Regions from separate parts of the Mus musculus genome. Here region 2 is linked to region 1. A link is a contact called in public HiCAR-type data. All regions are on one chromosome and are shown on one strand. Each heading gives the region's core, a stretch centred on a gene start, on an enhancer-like site or on the middle of the called end of the contact. The rest is flanking DNA. Distances are from core to core; before and after follow the strand shown.

Region 1 (5,916 bases), core at 712-3,211:
TGTATTACCCCTTTGCCTAACTACTAACCTTTGCTCACAACTCTTACTGAATATTACAGTGGACATGGCACCCAGTTGCTTCTCTGTGGCGTGACTGTAGGCTTTGTAACTCACAGCTGTGTGTGTGTGTGTGTGTGTGTGTGTGTGTGTGTGTGTGTGTGTGTGTGTGTAATAATCAAGACTGAGAGCTGAGAACTACTAGCCTGTATGGTAGTAGAGAGTCCAGGAGGCAGGGGTGCTAAACACCTCTACATCACGTTTTAAAGTGAGGACTCCTCAGGAGACAAATGTTGGGAGTTTCAAAGACTTTCCCCAAAGAATTAATCTACTTGTCAGTGAAGTGCCTGAAAGGACTGGAAGAATCTGCCGGGGGTTTTTATCAAGCAAGAACTGGGAGTCCAAAAGGCTTGCCATGCATTTCAGAGACCTTCTTGTCCCCAGCAACCTCTATCAGCTAGGACTGCTTAGACAAATCCACCAAGCCCCAGGAGAGGAGAGATGTGGCCTGTGGCTGCTCTTGGAGACGATCCCTCCGGTCCCTCCGTGTCCCTCTCAGGTTTTGCGTGCATGAAGCCAGGAGAGCAATTACTTCCCTAGAAACTCCTGGCTGTCCTATCCTTGGGCCAAGCTGAGCTCCGGGGCAGCTTCGCCAGAGTTCTCATTCTGGATCACCAGCATTAAATACCTTTCCGCTGTCCTGTGTGGCCCAAGTCAGCAGACTATGATGTAGCCCAGCCAGGGACCCTGCTTCAGCCAGGCAAAGAGCGTCGGAGCTTTACACTTGAATGCAAAGCGCTAGCTTGGCTTCCTGTAAACTTGCTATTTCCACACCCCACACCCCCCAAACGAGATCTGTTCCCCCAAATCATAATGCGACTAGCCCACAGCGTCCTGGTCTCGAGGGCCAGCGTCCGAACTCCAGTTCGGCGGCCGGAACAGAAAACAAAAGAGTTACAGAATAATTTTCACGGTGTGGGAACGCCGGATCCTCCGGGGTCCCTGCACCCCGACTCCTAGCTGCTCCTCTGGCAAGTGATCCGGAGCAAGGAAGCGATGCCACGAGCCCCCGCTGTCCAAGAAAGGGAGGGAGAAGAAGGAACTAGAATATAAACTGAATTCTCCTACTCTGCCTCAGTTCCCAGACCCCAGACACACCCCCAAAGTATTCCGTGGGTTTTCTCTCTCGATCTCTCGCTTTTTTTTTTTTTTTTTTAAATGTCTCCCGGCAAACCTAAGCAGGGATCCTTAGTGGCGAACAGCAGGAAGGAAAGAATCCGAGCAAATCGTGTCACTTTCCGCACAATCGCGTTGTTTGGCAAACCCCCGGAGCTGCTCCACAATATTTACTACCCGAGCGCACGCAGCGCCGCCGCGGGCTGCGACCGAGCGCGCCCGGGACGGGCCTCTGCGAGCCGGCCCAGTCCGCCCAGCGGGCCCCATCGCGGTCCAGCCACCGCTGCCCCCCTCCCGGGATCGAGCCGCCAGAATCGGTGCAGACAAAAGCAGAGTGTTCACCTTGTTGCAATAGTAGGGGTCCAGGCAGGGAGAAGGTCCCAGACAAGGAGCGGCGGGCGCAGCAGCGGGCTGGGCTGGAGGAGGATAAAATCTTACGTCCATTTCACTCTCACATCAAGCAACTCCTTTTCTTTTCCTTTTTGAAAAAAAAAAAAAAAAAAAAAGTGCTCAGAAAAAAAAAAAAAAGCTCAGACGGAACAGAGAGGCGTCTGGGCTCAGGAGTAAAAGAAACACCTTCCTTCCCTCACATCCGTTTGTGGTTTGTTTAAGAAGAGGAAGAAAAGAGAGAGAGAAAAGAGAGAGAGAGGAAAAAAAAAACAGAGGGTGGAAAAGCGCTCAACTCTCCCCCCCAAGCCGTGGCGCGCACCCGTCCACACCGAGCGCGCAGCCTGCCTGGTCCGCTCGGCCCCGGCGCTGTCGGCCCGCCGCCGCCGGGCAGGTAACTTCACGCGCTCATTGTCCCCCCCGCCCGCCGCCCCATCCCCGCCTCCCGCGCCCTTCGCCGCCCGGCACTCGCGCTCGGGCTCGGGGTACTGGGCGTTTTATTGGAGACTCTGCCTTGCTTTGCTTTTAGTTTTTCTCCACGTTAGAGGCCTGGGATGGGGGAGTGATGGAGTGTGTGTGGTGTTGCAGGGGAGATCAAGATCGGAGGACACTAGTGCCCCGGACCGGCGGGGTGCCGACAGAGGCTGGACGCGGCCCAGAGGGTACAGTTGGGGACCGAGAACCAGGCGAGGGACAAACGCAGAAGAAGGGAATGCGGCTCGATCAGTAGTGGCGGGACCCCGGGCAGCGTCAGTGCCCCAGTCAGCACCCCCGGGTGGGTGCCATGGAGGTGGATACAATCACACAAAGGGGCTGGAGAGACTGAGCAAAGGCTGACTGGGGCACCGTGGGGCTCGCACAGCAAGGGGGCGCTGTGGCGCACCCCCGCCCAGCACCCGCAGCCCCACCCCCGCCCCACCCCATTCTTTGAGCCCCCCACCACTTACTCCTGCCCGCTAGCTGCACTGCCAACCTCTGCCCCGCGCGGGAGGTAGAGGAGAGGCTGTCTTGTGGCGCTGCTCGGGAGCCTGCAGGGAGCGCAACCTCTGCCCCATTCTAGTGTGCAGCTGACCAAGGGACCCCAGTTGATCTCTGTGCGAGGAGCGGTGCTCCTGGAGTTAGTGCTCAGAGAGCCTCGGCATTCGGCTTTGGTTCTCAGTGGGAGGGTTTGCAGAGGCTGAGCCTGCCCTTGCGGGACTAGCAAAAAAGACTCCAGGGGTGCTTAGAAGGGTAAATAAGGAAACAGTTATCAGCACACCATGCGCTACAGGGAACACATCTGGGCTAGTTACTTGCCTCTTGGAATTATACTTTCACTGTTGGATTCCCAGTAGCACTCTTGGAGCTCCACTGCCCACCCCAACCTTCACGAATCAGCTGTCTGCTTCCCTGGGCTCTCTTTGTTGGTAGGATAAAGATATCATCCATATTTTGCTTTACTTCGTCAACCCCAAAAACTTGCAATATTGTGTCCCCTGGCATCTGGGAGAGTTTTGGGACCCTGATGACTGTCCAGCGGACATCTTACGTTCTCCCTGAGAAAGACTTTAGAGAGAAGTTAATATAGGGGTGGGCAATGTTTACCTTTCAAGGGTGAATTCCTGATTGCTTCACACCTTAGGGGCCTAAGACCCTGTAAAAAAGTGGAAAATTCATGTCCACAGGTATCTGTTTCTGGCGTCAAAGAATATATGGAAACAGTCTTGTTACCTCCCATCCCCCACCCCAAACCGTTTTTAGTACATGGTGGGTAATAGCCAGCTACTCTCTAGCTCTCTGCAGCCTTTTCCAGGTTTCTCTTCCCTTATAATAGGAGCACCAGTCAAATGCAAAGATCTGAGGAAGCAACAGATGCCCTGTAAGGATAGTAAATTAGCATCCTGGGGTTCTCTCCTCTATGCAAAGGCCTTTGGAAACTTTTCCTTGACTTTGGTTTCCATCCATGGTAGCCTCTTTCTCTTAAACTGTTGTCCTCAGGTCTTCCTTTTATGGGTAGGAAGAACACAGCTTCTTACCTTAAGAGTAATGTGATGGATGTTGGCTTTAGAAATGAGGAAGGATTTTCACTCTGCATTCAAACCCTCTGAGTCACAAAATAAGTGAAAGGGTGATCTTTCCTCTATTAAAGGTCTTTACAATAACAAGTACATAGGTTCAGGGCTTCATAGCACCGATTTTAAAATTCATTTGTAGATGTTAAAGTGGGTGGGGCTATAAAAAGTCTGTAGCTTTAAATAAACACGTAATCTCAAGTTTCTGTCATCAACAAATTATACTGTATAAAGTTTGAGGTTTATAAACTTCCCTAGGATTCATAATCAACTTCTGTTTGGCCCTCGGGCCAGCAGAAAGATGGGCTGGTTTATCGCTGGAATGGTCCTTGCTGTCAGTGTCTTGACTCCTTGGACATACTGGAGGTACCACATCACGTATTTCCACTACCATTATGAGAAACCCAAGGGCCAGAAACCTGTGTCTTACCTCTGCAAGCAACCTGATTTCTTTCACAGGAAGTCTGTGGAGTCAACATGAGAGCTCTGCATGCTAAGGAATTTGAGCTAAAAGTACATTAACCACGAGAGAGCTTAACACTAAAGCATGGTCATCAATATAATAACTTTAAATACCCACCATTGTCTAACATCCTACTCAAGGTCTACATTTTACTGAGTAGTAATATTCCATTCCACTTAAGGAAAATTTAAGTGGCTACACTTTGGAGTAAATACTACTTTAAAAATGAGATAGTTCTGTCCATAGCATGTTGAGTTACTCAATTATTTCTCCAGCCATTTATTTGTATAGTAATAAGCAAAGGGGGGTGGGGGCTGCATATGGCTATGAAAAACAAAATAATAACAAAATCAATACTTAAAACTGGGCATAGCAAGGAAGTAGAGGCTCATTCATTGAGAGGTGAATCATAATGGAAATGTGGCCCTTATACACATTGGGATTCTATGCAGCTGTAAAAGAAAAATGAAACCTGGAAAATGGATGGAGCTAGAAAGTATTATAGTGAGTTAGCTCAAAAAGACCAAAATTGCGTTCAGTCATATGCAGACCGTAGTTTAATACAGTCATATGTATGTATAAAAGCAAGGGTAAGTATGTATGTAGGGCATGAAACTAGAAAGGAAAACGTGAGATGGGACTACAGAGTTGAGGAAGCCGGGAGAGAAGGCAATAGAACACAGGAGACAGGGAAACAGAAGATAGAACAGGCAGATTCAGTGGAAGGGTATGAGGAGGGAGGGTCAGAGAGATGAGAAGAATCAACAACCCAAGGCTTGTTTGAAAATGCCATAGGGAAGATCAATACTGTACATGTGTTAGTTTAAAAATAAGTCTAAAAAAAGAGAGAGATACAGAGAAATAAAAAAATTCAAGGTCATTTTTGGCTACACAGAAGACTGGAGGCTAGCCTGGGGTACAAGAGCTCCTGCCAAATACAAATAAAATAAGTAAACAGACAAATTACAGTAAAATCATAAAATGTCCTGCTTAAAATGATCCCTGAGCTAGATGATGTATGGTCTTTAGAATCTTTTCCAAACTTGGGTCAATGATGTCATGTTTTTTTTTTTGATTGGATATTTTATTTATTTACATTTTAAATGTTATCTGCTTTCCTGATTCCCCACTAGAAGTTCCCTACCCCATCCCTCCTCCTCCTGCTTCTATGAGGGTGTGCCCCAAACATTCACCCACTCTTGCCCTCGCATTCTCCTACACTGGGTTATCGAGCCTTCACAGGACCAAGGGCCTTTTCTCCCATTGATGACCGACAAGGCCATCCTCTGTTACATATATGGCTGGAGCCATGGGTCCCTCCATGTGTACTCCTTGGTTGGTGGTTTAGACCCTGGGAGCTTTGGTTGGTTGATATTGCTGTTCTTCCTATGGGGTTGCAAACCCCTTCAGCTCCTGTAGTCCTTTCTCTAACTCCTCCATTGGGGACCCTGTGATTAGTCTAATGGTTGACTGCAAGCATCACCTCTGTATTTGTCATGCTCTGGCAGAGCCTCTCAGGAGACAGCTATATCAGGCTCCTGTCAGAAAGCACTTGTTGACATCCACAATAGTGTCTGGGTTTGGTAACTGTATATGGGATGGATCTCCAGGTGGGGCAGTCTCTGGATGTCCTTTCCTTCAGTCTCTGCTCCACTCTTTGTCCCCATATCTCCTCGCATAGGTATTTTGTTCCCCCTTCTAAGAAGGACTGCAGCACCCACACTTTGGTCTTCCTTCTTCTTGGGCTTCATGTGGTCTGCGAATTGTACCTTGGTTATTTGGAGCTTTGGGGCTAATATCCACTTCTCAGTGAGTGGGTATTATCACGTATCACAGATGCTC
Region 2 (5,976 bases), core at 2,820-5,319, 2.9 Mb after region 1:
TAGCCTTGCAGAGACTGGAAGTGCTGGGGTGGGGGTGGTGGTGGTTCCCCAGGGACCCCAAATGCTCTGAGGAGAAGAGGATGGGGCAGGGGGAGGATTGTGAAAAGTGATGACCAGGAGGGAGGCAATGAGTGAATAAGTAAAGTAAAATAAGTAAAGTGAAGGAGTAAAAAAGTAAAATAAAAAATCATGCCCATTTTAAATCTCCTTTCTTTAAGGCCACTCACACAGACAGACTATCCAATGTGACTAGACTGTCAGCTCAATAATTTATTTAGAAGTGTCTGATAGTAAAGTACGAATTCAGATCCTACCAGATTAGGTTTATATATTTTTTACCCTGTCCTCATAAGAGCTGAGTCCTAAAGATGAGATTCCACTTGCACATGGCACAGTCTTCCTGACTGCTTCCAGGGCGTGTTTTCAGGGCCTCTTAAGATGTGGGTTTCTCCCTGCAGGGGTGGGATTACACTACCATTCCAATAGGGCAGACAATTTGTAAAGAAGTTGCTTTTCCAATTGCACTTCAAATATTAACTAGTTAAAACAAAATGTGTTTTGTCTCTGTTTTGACTCAGATTCTTAGCATATAGTTCTCACCAGCCTGCAACTTGCTACACTGAGGCCGGGCTCAAATTCACAGAGACACCCTGCCTCTGCCTCCATGAGTGTAGAGTTTAGAGCCTTTTATCACCTGTCCTCATCCTCATTGGTACACTCTCTTTTCCTTACTTAAGAGAAAATGCTCTCCCTGATCCAATATGAAATAATCATTTTAAAATTGTCAAGAGCACACATTTAAGATAGTGATAAACGAGGCAATTTTATTTGGTTTTGGTCGTATAGTTCTGTGTAGCATATCTATAACTTATGAATTTTTAATGTCATATTCTATATATGCTTTAGGGGTGATCTTCCACCCCTAATTAATAAGTGAATTAAGTAATTTCTTTAAAGAGATGAATTGGGGTTACTAGTCCTTGTTTAAGCAGTTTTGCCTATGAGTAGCAATTTTCCAAGTGTCCACAAGGGGGCAGAAGATACCACAGATGTCTGTAACTGGGTGTGTGTCTGATCCTGGTATAAAAGCTATCAGGGCCAACGGGGGACCAGACTTTCTCAGTTCACATCAAGAGACTTTCACTGTTTCAAAATGTTCCCCCCAAAGAAACTGCCAAAGAAATGATTAGAGAGTCTAAGAAAGTTTGGAAACTAAAAACTCCAAAGATTATAGTGTTTCAAAGATTATAGTGTGAAAACCTAAAAGCAAGTCTAGTAATTGTTGTTCCTTATATCTTTAGTATAACAACACATATATGTACACGCGTGTGTGAGTACACACACCACACACACGGGGGGGGATGGATGGAGGGAAGGAGAGAGAGAGAGAGAGAGAGAGAGAGAGAGAGAGAGAGAGCGGGGATTGGAGTAATGGCCTTTCTGAATTACTGTAAGACATACTTTAGAAGGGAAGTTTTAACTACAGGAAACGCTGGGTTAGGAGTCTAATGGCTTGGCTCCTGGTTATATTTCTGGCTTGCTTGTGACCTCCAGCCTTTTGTGTTGGTTTGTCAGTCTATTTTCTCACCTGTAAGTAACCACTAGAGCCTTTGTGGCAAATGCAACTTTCCTCACTCAGATCCAAGGCTGCTAACAAGGACAGCAACACCTGCCCTGGGGTAATCCTCACGACAACAGTCCACATTCTTTGTGGTCCCTGTCGTTTGCCTTTCCACTACCTAGTCTGTTGAAGGGTTGTAGGCCATAGGCAATGAGACCTCTGCCTTGTTTCCTGTTTACTGGTAACTCACAACAGATAACTGCTGTGGGCAAACTGAGCAGAGATGAAGGCCAGCAGGAAGCGTGGTGCTGAGAAAGGATCCAAGCCCATGAGTCATCCCTAACAGGGCTGTGGAGCCAGACATGCGCAGAGTGTTAGCACAAGGTACACATGCTCATTCCCAGAAGGAGAGAATGGAGACAAGCCATGGATGGATGCCTCTCCTGGATGTCAGTACAGCGAGGGGAAGAGAAAGAGGCGCAGCACAGATATTAGAAGGCGATCGATTTGGTATTAGACATTAAGAGATGAGGGTGTCATCTCTGGATAACAGTAATGTATGAAGGACATGTGCACCAAAGATGAAGGAACATGAACAGAGAGAGCTTTTCGTCCTAGTGGGCTAAGCATTATTTAAGACTTAAAACTTCCTAGCTCCTTTCTCAGCCTTACACTGGTGAATGATAATGCTAGAAAGCAGAAGGAAGAAGCTAGACTCCTTCAAGTCCCAGACAGGCCATGGGTTGGCAGTCATGAACTGAGTAGCCCTAAGGGACGTTAAATGGGTTGGGGTAGAACCAGAATCTCTAGTGATAGAGAGCAAAGCAGCCCCTCTCAATAGCCTCGCAATTAGGAGTAGTGGCAATACAGGAGCAGTGTGATCGTGGGCCTCAGTTTCTCTGTCTGTAAAATAGAGATAATGTGGCCCTTGTCTCAGGCTTGTTATGAAGATTATGTGAAACTGTTTGCTAAGGCCATAGAGCCAGGCCTGACACAGCAGATGTCCAAGGTGAGTGTCATGCCTCTTAAGGAAGTCAGAGTAAAGAGAAGGGGAGAGAGGACCAAATTATCCTCACGCCTGCAAGGTCCCAATGAAGACAGGAGGGCCAGGGCGAGAGAACCCACAGAGACACAGCTCAAACCAGGAGGAGCAGAATGGTGGAACCACTGCTTCCTGGGTCTATCCGTGGCTGTGCCCTCTTGGCTGAATGGCCCTGGAAAGCCTTTATCTCTGAGCCTTTTGCCCCCCCCCTTTTTTTTTTAAATCCATAAGTGGAGTAATTTACAGGAGGACGTTTACAGATGGTGCGTGAGTACCCTGTAAAGACTCTGGACAACTTCCGTCTAGAGCGCTGTGCGAGAGAAGCAACGCTTCGCCGCCAAACCTAGCAACGTCCTGAACCGCGGGGCGGTGGGCGGGGAAGACACTGGGAATCTGGGGACAGATAAAGGAAACTCGTGATGGGGCGAGGCTGGGCTGAAGAGAAACAGATTGGGGTAGAGCTGCGCAGGGAGGGGTCTGGTGAAAGGGGGAGAGAGAGGGTGGGGATCAGAGAGTTGGGAGGCCACAGCCAAAAAAAAAAGCATATTTGGGGGGCAGGGACTGGGTGAGGAGAGGTATCGAATCGGAATGGGAAGGAATTTGGGGGAAGGACTAATTCCTGAAGACAATAGGAAAGAGGAAAAAGGAAGTACGGGTGCAGAAGAAGAGGGAGTCAAGCCCCTAAGGGTCCAGAGAAGTGTGGGGTCCCACGAAAGAGAAATGAAGCAGCTGGAGCAAACACCAGAGATTGAGGTCTGCGAGAGGAGAGTCTGGGGCCTGCAGGAGAGCGCGGCAGCTCCGAGCACCGGTCCAAACTCTGAAGACTGGTGGCCTTTGCCTGACCTCGAAGGTCGGGAATTGACGCGGGTCTTTGTGGAAAGCAGCATTCTACCAAGAGAAGGGGGCTGTGAAGGACTGGCCCCTGCGCCTGGCTTCCGGGACTCAGGGATGAAACTTGTGGGCGCGCGGGGGGGGGGGGGTGAGAGGGTGCTAACCGCCCGCTAGGAGGGTAGGGTGGCAAAGAGAGGGTGCCACTGCCCGGAGCCAGGGCGCAGCCTGCGGCAGCAGCCCCCCACCCCCACCCCCGCTCCGAGCCAGCCGCCGCGGCTGCCACTCCCCCGGGTCCCTGGAGAAGTTCGAGCAGCTGGTGGGGACTGACGGTCCCCGGCGCAGGCGGCTGCCTGCGGGCTCTGGCTCCCCAACCCTGGGACAGAGGCGCTCGCCTCTGGCTCGCCCAGTCGGCGCTCCGGACCCCGTGGGGCTCTTCCAGCTCTCACCTTGCCACCACCACAGCCCACCGCTGCCCCCCACCCCACACCTCCTGCCCGCACTACCCGCCTCCCTCCCTATCCCCGCAGCGCTGCTCTCCCCTCCTCTCCCCACCTCCCGGCGAGGGGCGGGAGGGGGCGTGGCAGGGCCTGGATTTGTGTAGCTGCTACCCGGCTCCCCGCACTCGTAGTCTGCAGGAGGAGCGCGGCCCCCGCCGCTGTCCAGCCGCTCCGTGCCTTTCGCGCCCGGCGCAGCCGCTGCTGTCGCCGCCGCCTCTCCGAGTAACTTAGCCACTCGCTCGCCATGGACACTCCTAGGGTCCTTCTCTGGGCGATCTTCCTCATTAGCTTCCTCTGGGATTTGCCGGGTTTCCAGCAGGCTTCCATCTCCTCGTCCTCCTCCTCCTCCACCGAATTGGACTCCACCAAAGACGTGGGGAACCGCAAAGAAGGGAAGATGCAGCGAACTCCACAAGAGAGTGCCGAGGGCCGGACGCCCCCGGAGCACGGGCTGCGGCAGAAGGACCTCCGGCGGCGGCCGCCCGGACAACATCAGGGGCAGGAGCCGCCGGGCAGGGGGCTGCGCGTGGTGCCTCACGAGTACATGCTGTCAATCTACAAGACTTACTCCATTGCCGAGAAGCTGGGCATCAATGCCAGCTTTTTCCAGTCTTCCAAGTCAGCTAATACGATCACTAGCTTTGTAGACAGAGGACTGGGTAAGTGGCAAAGAAAGCGCCCGACTCCTCTCCAGTTGGAGCTCCTCAGCCAGAGCTCTACCCAGGCTCTGGCAAGAGGCTGCTTTTGTGAATTCCCTTCGCATTTTGGACACCTCCCCCCTATTTTACTTTTCTCAAGCCCCCAATTCTGAGTGCAGCTGCAGCTTTTTGCTCCAGTCTGCAATTCTCCCCTACTTTCTTACTTTTTTTCTCTCCTTTTCCTTCCTGTTTTCTATTTTGCCGAAAGCATCGCGGCGGTCAATGGTCTGGTAGCTAGCAGAGGAAGCATAGAGGAAAAGAAGTGATGAGCAAATGAAGGGAAAGGGAGAAGGGTCAGAGAAAGGACTGAGAGACCCTGGCTCCAAAGCTTGTGAGGGTCGCGGGCCCTAGAGCATTCATGAGAGCTTTAGAGAGCCTCCTGTCTCTCAAGGAAAAGCCAGCACAAGGTAGTCAATCCGTCTAGGATCGGTGTCAGGCAGTGCCTAGATCCAGCAGCCCTGTGGGTTCACCCGATGTCCTGCGTAGGGTGTGGGGAAATATCAGCCAGGTGGGCACCCAGTGCCTTGTGGCACCGTTTTTATTTTTCCTCGTCTCACACATGATAGTTTTCAAGCCACCATCTTCGGGGTGGGCTGAAACTGGGACTGATAAAAGCGTGGAGTTGTTGGTGCTTACTGTACTACAGGACGGTACTCATCTACCTTTCTCAGCCAGGCAACCCTTCTATCGATGATCATCTCGGGACCCTACCCTCATCCCCTGTGCCAGACAGGATGCATTCCCGTCTATAGGATTCTGAGCTTCCTCCTCTTGCTATTATCGCTGATCCACAGCATAGCATGGGCAATGAAATCATAGCATCTCAGAGAAATCTTCAGAGATTGGGGAAAGTTCCACTGGCTCCTAGAGAGGAAAAGTAATTCCGAAAAAGCAAGAAAGGAGGAGAGAAATAGCAAAGGGCTGAGAGGAAGGTACAGAGAAGGTAAGAGGTACGTCCCATACTCCCAGACTTAGCTTTGACTCTCTTCCTAGACCCACAGGTTCGGGTTCAGAGGAAAGTACCCAGAAATTCAAGAGTCCCCGGGATTGGGCTGAGGGAACTGCTCACCTACATCTATCTACCTTAATTGTCTGCTCAGCTACATCTATCTACCTGAATTGTTCCCTTGAACCTTTCCAGAGTAGGCTAATGTCCCCCTCCCCCACCTGCCCCAAGCTCTATTCAATCTCCAGCATCCAGCTTTCTGGAAGCTGCTTTTCTTCGCAGCCAAGGTTCTGGCCCAGCCAGGTACTCAGCTACAATCCGAGGTCAGCTGGGTTATGAGCTGCTGAAAGGTCTCGATAGCAAATTAACGCCGCTGTATTTTATGACGATTTTAGGAATAA

Evidence for each region. HiCAR-type assays count read pairs that join an accessible place to other places.
Region 2: a contact with region 1 is called in a HiCAR-type map of astrocytes, with 4 times the contacts expected there. The contact joins the promoter of Gdf6 here to the promoter of Tox in region 1. A contact is called at or near these places in 3 of 115 datasets of contacts at active chromatin or transcription factors (astrocytes, embryonic forebrain and embryonic midbrain).

Annotation. Positions count from the first base shown.
Region 1 is chr4:6,988,875-6,994,790 of GRCm38.p6, forward strand. It overlaps Tox (thymocyte selection-associated high mobility group box), which reads right to left and starts at 1,962. Exons shown (of 9, transcript NM_145711.5): 1 at 1,516-1,962. The coding sequence starts at 1,617.
Region 2 is chr4:9,840,303-9,846,278 of GRCm38.p6, forward strand. It overlaps Gdf6 (growth differentiation factor 6), which reads left to right and starts at 4,070. Exons shown (of 2, transcript NM_013526.1): 1 at 4,070-4,590. The coding sequence starts at 4,176.